Linked DNA regions of Hordeum vulgare: region 2 is linked to region 1. Evidence: chromatin contacts called from public Hi-C data. All regions are on one chromosome and are shown on one strand. Each heading gives the region's core, a stretch centred on a gene start, on an enhancer-like site or on the middle of the called end of the contact. The rest is flanking DNA. Distances are from core to core; before and after follow the strand shown.

Evidence for each region. Hi-C and Micro-C count contacts between places; a contact is called where the count stands out from the background.
Region 2: a contact with region 1 is called in a Hi-C map of leaf, with 4 times the contacts expected there. The contact joins the promoter of LOC123447520 here to the promoter of LOC123447517 in region 1. A contact is called at or near these places in 3 of 6 Hi-C or Micro-C datasets (leaf and seedling).

The regions. Positions count from the first base shown.
Region 1 is chr4H:19,278,080-19,282,405 of MorexV3_pseudomolecules_assembly, reverse strand. It overlaps LOC123447517 (PHD finger protein MALE MEIOCYTE DEATH 1-like), which reads left to right and starts at 2,080. Exons shown (of 3, transcript XM_045124125.1): 1 at 2,080-2,498; 2 at 3,047-3,293; 3 at 3,568-4,326. The coding sequence starts at 2,096.
Region 2 is chr4H:19,669,575-19,673,900 of MorexV3_pseudomolecules_assembly, reverse strand. It overlaps LOC123447520 (receptor protein kinase TMK1), which reads right to left and starts at 2,286. Exons shown (of 2, transcript XM_045124127.1): 1 at 1-2,286. The coding sequence starts at 2,245.

The DNA.
Region 1 (4,326 bases), core at 831-3,330:
ACAAGGAGGGACAAATTTCCATGTTTTGGCCCTTTTGCAAAAGTTTAGCCCGATCGGACCCCTGATCAAAAACATTTCGGGATCTGACCCTTTACGTACCGCCAGATTCAACGGCAGTGGGGTATCGCTGCCTACCGTCGAGGCACCTCACGGTAGGCAACTTATCCTCATCAGTGCAGTGCATTCATACCGCCAAACAGGCTGACGGTAGCTTGTGCAACCCTACCATCGAGATGCTTGATGTTAGGTATGTACACACAATATACTCCTATCTGATACTTAGAATTTTTTTGGGATAGTGATGGAAGATTAGGCAAGTTCATGATTAATTTCAATAAATAATTCATGACTAGAACAGAAGATAGCATGCAATACTCTAGCAATCTAGAAGAGCAACCGAACATGCAGATCATCACCGCGCATGAAGTAGAAAATACAATGATGAACATTAGCAGATTACGAGTAACGTAATGTTCGTTAGTTGCAACAGGAGCGACTATGTTGATGATGATGTTGGTGACGATCTTCTGTTGATGGCGATGAAGACGACGATGAGTAAGGCCGCCCGACTTAGACGGTAGACGACCCGTGATGAAGGATTTGAGCAGTCGCGTAAAGCGCTTCCCAAAAACCTAATTCGTCATCTCCCGGTGCAGGATCGCAAAGACGAACGGTTCTGAAGACATGCCCTCTCACACGCCGATGCACGCCGACGTTTGAGATGAGGTAGACTACGACGACAGCGCAAGTGGTGAGACGAGGCAAAATCCTAGATGTTTTACGGTGTGTCTTTGGTCGACCACGGTAAGCAGTATATATATAGGAGGACCAAGGTCGGTTCCGTGTTGCGATCACGTCTCGAACCGACTTGGTTTCCAAGTCGTATACTTACCGGACAAGAAATTCTCACCTTGTCCGCCAAGACATAAAAAATAAAACAGCAAAGGGAAGTCGTGCCCCCGCAAGGCAACGGACCGAAATTCGGCGGACCATTCACGTGCATGTACGCGAGGCGAGCGAGCGCACGTGTGATCTTCTACTTTCTCTTCTCAACACACACTTAAAATGATGGGGATAACTCTCTATATAAACAGGTCCAACCATTCCTCAACTAACGGTAAAGAGAGTAAACTTTAGCACCACCACATCACCACTTGCCATCTTACTCAAGGACTTAATTTGAGATTTCAGATTTTATAGATGGACCAAACCCATGAATTCTAGTCTCTCCGTTCCTAAATATAAGTCTTTTAAGCGATTTCACTAAGGGTCTACATACGGAGTAAAATGATTGAATCTATACTTTAAAATATGTCTATATACATCCGTATCCAGTCCACTAGTGAAATCTCTACAAAGACTTATATTTAGTAACTTAGGAAGTAACAGATAGGTCATGCACCACTACCATCAGGTGCTTCAGCGGTAGGGATATATCCAACTGCCACCAACCCTGACAACAGGAAAAAAGATCTGATCCTGACTTTTTTTCGAACAGAGTCTTGATGAACTCTCGCAAAATAATCGAAACACAGAATTTTACCTCAAGGAGGGCTTGACAACGACGACACTGGCCTGGGCCACACGCGCTTTGACCGGCGCAACGCATTGCGAAGGACATGAGAAAGTTTGGGCAGAGGGCAAACCGCCACGTCGCCCCACCCTACTCTGCAATGGGCCAGTCCGGGAAATCCTATCCCTGCCGCCTACGGTACAACAGTCACCCACCGCAGAGAATCTCTTCGCAGCACCCACAGCTCGACCCCGGCCACACCCATACCCCCACTGACAACCGGGGCCCGCGTCCCCCGACCGCCTGACCAGACGCGCGGGCCAGGCCTTCCCCGGTGAATGAGCGTTTTCTCGGGGCGAGAACGAACTGTCCGGAACGTCACGGTCGCCGGCCGGAGCGCGTGGCCCGGAACAGCTGCCCGTGGCCGTGGGTTCGGGGGCGGGGCCCGCCAGTCAGAGAGAGGCGACCTGGGAGGAGGAGCGCCGCGAAATTACGGGAACGCCCCTGCCGCCGAGGATCGCGGGACCCCCCAAAAGCCCTGAACCCCCTCGCGCGAGAGCGGCCGAGCCTCGCCCCGGGGCAATGCCGTCCATCCGCGCGCTCATGCGCCTCGCCGCCCCCCTCCCGCCGCGCGCCGACGCGGCGGCGGAGGAGTCTCCCCCCTCCTCCTCCTCGTCGGCCTCGAAGCCCGCCGGCGCCGGGCGACGGTCCGTGCCGCCGCCGCCGCAGCAGCAGCAGCCGCAGGGCCGGGCGTACCCGCTGCGGGACTTCCCGGGGAGCGAGGCGGCCGCGCTGTGCGGCGCGTTCCGGGACAACGCCCGGTGGCTGCTGGCGCGGTGGGGCCCCGTCGGGGCCTCCCCGGGCCCCGCCGCGCGGCGGGCGTTCCTCTCCGACGACCGCACCGGCGCCCTCGTCCCCGTCGTCGCCGTCGAGGTGCTCGCCGCGTCCTCCCCCGCCCCGCTCTGCGACCTCTGCCGCTGCGCCGGTGAGTGCGCCCCGCCCCCATTTCGGCTCCCCGCGCGCTTGGTCCGGGCGCGTTTGCTCGTGCGATTGGCGCGGATTTAGGTTTTGGTCGGTCCCGGTAGTTTCTTGATCGCAGCTGATTCGTGCGAACGGATGAGCGGAGGGACGATTAAAAGCTACTCGTCCAGACGATTATTTTCCTTCGTGATTCGGGGAAGAAACGCGGTTTTCTGGTTAGATAGATTTCGTTCTTGGAAAACGTTCATTTCCGCGCTGCAAACATCTCGAAGTTGCGACCAAAATTCGGGAACGGATCATCATAATAATACCTGCATTTTGCTTCCTGTTCTTGCACTCACAACCATAGATTGTTTTACACATTGCCTGGATCGGATTCGACGGGCTCCATCTCGCCTGGTTCAAATTGTTTCGAATCCGCTCCCAGAAATGGCTATGCAGGTCGCAATGATGGCCTCTAGCCCACCAAAGTTTTGTTTCCCATCTTGGAAAAGTGGTGGTTTGCGCATTGATGAGTACTGTTTTTTCTGAACGAGAACAATTTCCTGTCAGGCTGGAGCCACCACTGGGTGTCAAAACGGAGCTACCACTTCATCATCCCAGCGGACGCAGACTGGGACCGGCATTTCGGCACAGACGCGCTGCTTGGGCGCAACGACCACCTCCTCCATGGCCTCATCCACTGCAATGGCTTCGGCCACCTCGTCGCCCTCCGCGGCCGCGACGGTGGCTCGGCTTTCCTCTCTGGTCATGACATAATGGATATCTGGGATCGCCTCTGCTCTGCTCTCCGTGTCAGGTAACAGATTTTACTTACTACACTTCTTTCCTGTCCAGGCATTCCCTGCATATGCACTTGTGTTAATAGGTACTACCATGACTGCTCAACTGATTGATCTGTATTCTTTGAATGGGCTTATGAGATGTGCGTACTGTAAGATTGCAATATTACATTTAGGAGGGAGTGGAGTAAATAATAGAACTTGAAACCCCTTTGCATGTATACAATGGTTATGCATACAATGGAGATCACTGCACTATTGTCTTCTGACCTTCGAGAGCTTTCTTTGCAGGGCTGTGTCTCTGGTGGATTTTTCTCGGAAGCAGTCTATGGACCTCCGCCTCTTGCTCGGCGTGGCGAATGGTGAGACATGGTTCACCCGCTGGGGATACTGCCTTGCCAGGAGATGCTTCAACATGTCTACCTCCACCTATGCCACTGCTTTGGAATCTCTGGCTTCACTGCATGTTGACCATCTTCGCAGCCGACATGTCCGTCGCGTGGTCACCATCTACCGGCGCCTATCCAACAAGCCTCTGATGACTGTCCGTGAGTTCCTCCGCTGCCTCCTTGACTGGAAACGCCATGAAGCACCCCTTACACCACCTCCTGTGAAGCCGTGCTCCCGGCTTCCCTTCCTGCTGCCGAAGCCGTGTACGATGAAGAGGAGCCCGCCGTGCAAGCGGTTTGAGGATGTGGTTGAGCGGCTCAATTGTCGATTTTCCAAGAAGCGTCTGGTCAATGCCGCAGAGGTTGTTGTTGAAAAGCTGCTTGAGCATGGAAATGATGCAGAGATGACAAGGCAGGCAGTGCGAGATGCTGCCAGGGTTGAAATCGGTGATACTGGTCTCCTCGACTTTGTCATCAAGTCTGTTGGTGACACCGTTGTTGGCAACCATGTTGTGCGCCGTCTGCACAACACTGCGACGCGTGTGCTCGAGTTCAGCCTTGAGGAACTGGAAGAGCCAGTGCAGATGGATGTTGAGGTACAGAACACCCGTCCTGCAGCACAGTGGCCGAGCGCAGTGGATGTTGAGCGGGATCTGCGTGC
Region 2 (4,326 bases), core at 1,037-3,536, 390 kb before region 1:
CTGGCGCAAGCCGCACCAATCCAAAGTCTGCCACCTTGGCCTTCATGTCATCACCAAGAAGTATATTTGATGGCTTCAAATCTCTGTGGATGAACGTTTGCTGCGCAAGGCTGTGCAGGTACTCAACACCTCTTGCAACATCAAGCGCAATACTGAGTCGCCTCTTCCATTCCAACGGCTGCAAATTGTGTTCTTTCCATTCAAACAGGTGTTGGCTCACTGGACCCTGTGGCATGTACTCATATACAAGAATCCTCTCATTACCATCAAGACAGTATCCAAGCAGTGACACAAGGTTCCGATGACGGACCTTGGTCAGCACAGAAATCTCTGATTTAAACTCGTTTAACCCCTTGTTGCCCATAACACCAGACTCCATTCGCTTCACAGCAATTTTTGTACCATCATGGAGCTCACCCTTGTAGACAGTGCCAAACCCACCACGACCAAGGATGTTCTCCTGACTGAAGTTGTTGGTCACATTACGCAGTACTTGAATTGAAATGACCATATTCCCAGCCTCAACGACATGGATATCACGGGGGGCACTGCTTGCTTCGCTATATTGCTCGCTTGTGGCCACACCACCATTAGCATTTCCCCCAGCAACTGTGATCTTTACCATGTCAGGATCTGACCCTGAGTGCCGGGGATGGATGACCATAGCATGTGGGCTCTGCACCCTTCCGGAAGGCTTCTGCTTTCTCTTATAGCAATAGAACCCCAATGCAGCAATAAGGCCTAGTACAGCAACAGCTCCAATCACTGACCCAACAATGACGCCGGTAGAAGAGGAACCCTTGTTGCTTCCACCACTTCCATCCCCGGGCGTAGTACCATTGCTGCTACCACCTGGCACAGGCGCAGGGGCATCCTTGCCAATGTTTGGGTTGCCATCAAGTTTCAACAGCACATTCTTGCGGAATTCAGGAATCTCCCCATATAGATTGTTATTTGACAGATCGACCATCTTCAGGTCTGGCAACTCAGCAAGCTCCTTTGGCACCGTGCCAGTAATGTTGTTGTTTGAAAGAATTAGGGTCACAAGTGTGGCAATCTTCCCGATAGATGGTGAGACGGTGCCGGTAAGCCCCAATTTGGGAAAATTCAGCAATGTGATGTTCCCATTATCACATCCAACGCCCAGCTGATAACGGCAAGGGTCGTTTCCTCCCCAAGCAGCTGCGAGCTTCGCAGGGTACATGAACCCAGCCGCTACCTCCAGCAGCAGGTCTACACGGGGATCACACGGACTTCCATCCGGCAAGCAGAATTGATTTTTACCCGACTTGTTAACTGTCACTGCGGAAGTAAAGTTGGGACTCGGTCCCTGCAGCAAATTGTTCCCCAGGCTCACATTCTTCAGAGACTTGAGGTTGACAAGACTGGCTGGCACAGGACCGGTGAACTGGTTGTCGCGGAGATTCAAATCAGAAAGGCTGCTAAGCCCCGAGAAGTCTGGCAAGGGGCCGGTGAAGTCGTTGGAGTGCAGCCACAGCTGCGTGAGCATAGTCATGTTGGCGACGAAGCTAATCGACCCATTGAGGCGGGAGGTCCCTTTCTGGCCGTTGAGCCAGAGCACATCAAGGGACAGCGCGCCGGCGAGAGACGGCGGCACGGGCCCGGAGAGCGAGTTAAATGCCAGATTTAGCTGCTGGAGGGAGGGCATGGAGCCGAAGAAGTCCGGGAGCGCCCCTGTGATGTTGACGCTGTTGGCGGAGAAGTTGGTGAGGGATACGCAGTCCCCGAGGTCGGCCGGGAAGGGCCACGGCGCGAAAGGGTTGTTGTCGAGGTAGACTTCCTTGAGCGCGGTCAGCCCCTTGAAGAAATCCGCCGGGATGGAGGTGAAGCCGTTGTCGTGGATGTTGAGGTACTGGAGCGAGTCGAGGCCGGCCAGCGAGGGCAGCGGGCCGGAGAGGCTGTTGGCGAAGAGCTCGAGGCGGGTGAGCGCGGTGAGGTTGCGGACCTCGGGCGCCAGCGTCCCCGTAAGGCGCTTGTCCCTGAGCTGGATGGCTGTGACGCGGCCGCCGGAGTCGCAGGTCACCCCGGGCCACCTGGGAGAGCAGGGCTCGCCGGCGCCCCATCCGGCGAGCTTGTCCGCGCCCAGCGCCTTCGCGACCGCCCGCATCGCCTCCGCGTCCTGCGCCGCCGACGCCGCCACGCCGACGGCCGCCAGGAGCACGGCCAGGGCCAGTACGGCGCCGGCCGACCGCCGCCGCGCGGTGGACGCGGCGGGGGACTGCATTGCGACGGCGGTGGAGAGGGATTGGGGAGGGGGCGAGGGAGGGGGAGGGGAGAGGAGAGAGAGAGACGGGAGTAAGTCTCGGGATGGAGACGAAGATTTAACTGAGGAGAGAGAGGGAGCGCCGGGCACATGGGCGGAGAGACGGGGCCGGTGGCACATGCCTGGGGCCCACCCGCGCTGATTTAGGGTTCGCGGGCCTGCGGAATTACGCCCCTGCCCCTCCCCCGCGCGTGCGGGGTCCAGTCTCCACCACGGCCATGGCCCCCCGTCGCATCCCTGGCGGGTGGGCCTGCCTGCGGGGGTAGGATGGGAAGCCGCGGAACCCGCACCAAAAGGCGGGTCTGTGCTGGAGCGGGGCTGGAGGCGGGGGCCACCGGCAGCGTCACAGGGTTCCTGCTCCCCTCTGTCTGGGGAGGCGGGCGGAGAGGGTATCCGAGACGCCTCTCGTAGTGTCAGTGGAGTGGTAGAGCGGAGGCGGTGGGGTGGGGCCGGGCAGCCAGGGACTGCGGGTGCCTGTAGAGTAGAGTAGAGTACGTACGCTGGCTGGCCGCGGTGCCGCGTCCGGGCGGGCAATCAATGCATGCGCGGTTCGCGGCGGGATGCTCTGCGGCGTCGGCCCCGTGCGGCCGTGCGTGCGTGGGTGCGATGGACGGCTGCGATGCGGTCTGTGACGGCCGGCCCACGCACGCTCGCTCGTTGCGACCAACAAAAGCTTCTTGCTGCTGCCAGCCAACAAAAGGTCTTTGTGGTAACGCTCGTTTCGATTTTTCGATCTTTTTTCTGGGTGTTTCTTTTGTTTGCTTGCCTTTTTGACGGTGACGGCACAGGGAAAGGAACAACTTTTGGACGGCTGGCGACCGCCTGGCCGTAATTACGCCTCGCCGTTTGTAGTATGCGCTGCACAGCTGGGAGAAAATAACGCTGGCGGCGCCGGAGACGATAGGAAAGGAACGCGTGGGGCCGGCGTGGCCTGGCGCGAGTTCGCCGGCGGCCAGGCCTGCGCCACGGGTGACGCGGCGACAGCTCGCCAGAAGAGAAGGGCATTCAAGAGCCAGAGACGAGGAGGAGGATAGCCGTTACTGTTTGACAGTGTCAGTAAATTATTATTAGTGGCTTCGCATAGCTCCGCTCCGGATCGTCGTCGCTGCACCTGCACTGCACGCACGGACGTCTGGGATCAACGAGACCGCGTTGTGGCCGGTGGCTGCGTCGGTCGGCAAGGACCCGTTGCGATGAGGACAGAGATATGGTTGACCGCGCCAGTATGATATTGGTATAGTTGACCTCACGGTCGGAAACCCCTGGCATGATTTTCTGCCTTTGTTTTCGCGAGATATAATAATGTTCACCTCACTGACATGTTCATGCGGAGGCTACTTTGCTACTGAGGGCAAACTCTAACCTATCATCAGTTCGGCGTTGGAGAAGTAAAAAAAAGGCGGTTTTATTACTGTGGCCTTGGATACTCTAACTCGGTTAGAGGTTAGAGTTAGATTCTAACCCTAAACTAACTTTAACCAAAGAGTTGTTTGGATGAAAGGGTAAGATTGTCAATAAATGCACATTTTCCAATCATTTGGCTCCTTTATCAAGGATTTGGTGTGGTGGAGGTAAAGAGAAAAGTAACTTTTTGTTGGCCCAACCCAACTCTAACCCAAATAAGCACCTTTTGGATGAGTTTGTTTTTTGGGTGGGTTAGATGCATCTAACCAACTCTAACCCTCCCTGTTTGGATGTTTTGGGATTAGATTGGTCCAATCTAACCAACTCTAACTCTAACTCATGTATCCAAACAGGACCTGTAACGCGCATCTAGCTGATCTTAAAAAACGGTTAGTGAAGAAAAAATTATCTTCCTACGCCTCTCTCTCCCCTAAAAATACTAAGTTGAACACACGTGCGTTGCTACGACTTGATGAATTTCCGACCTCTTTCAACCACATAGTCTCTACATCCATGAAGATGAATTTTTAACCTCTTTCAACATAATATCCATCTTCATCTCTCTCATACACTACAATATATATATATATATATATATATATATGTATGTATATATATGTGTGTGTGTGTGTGTGTGG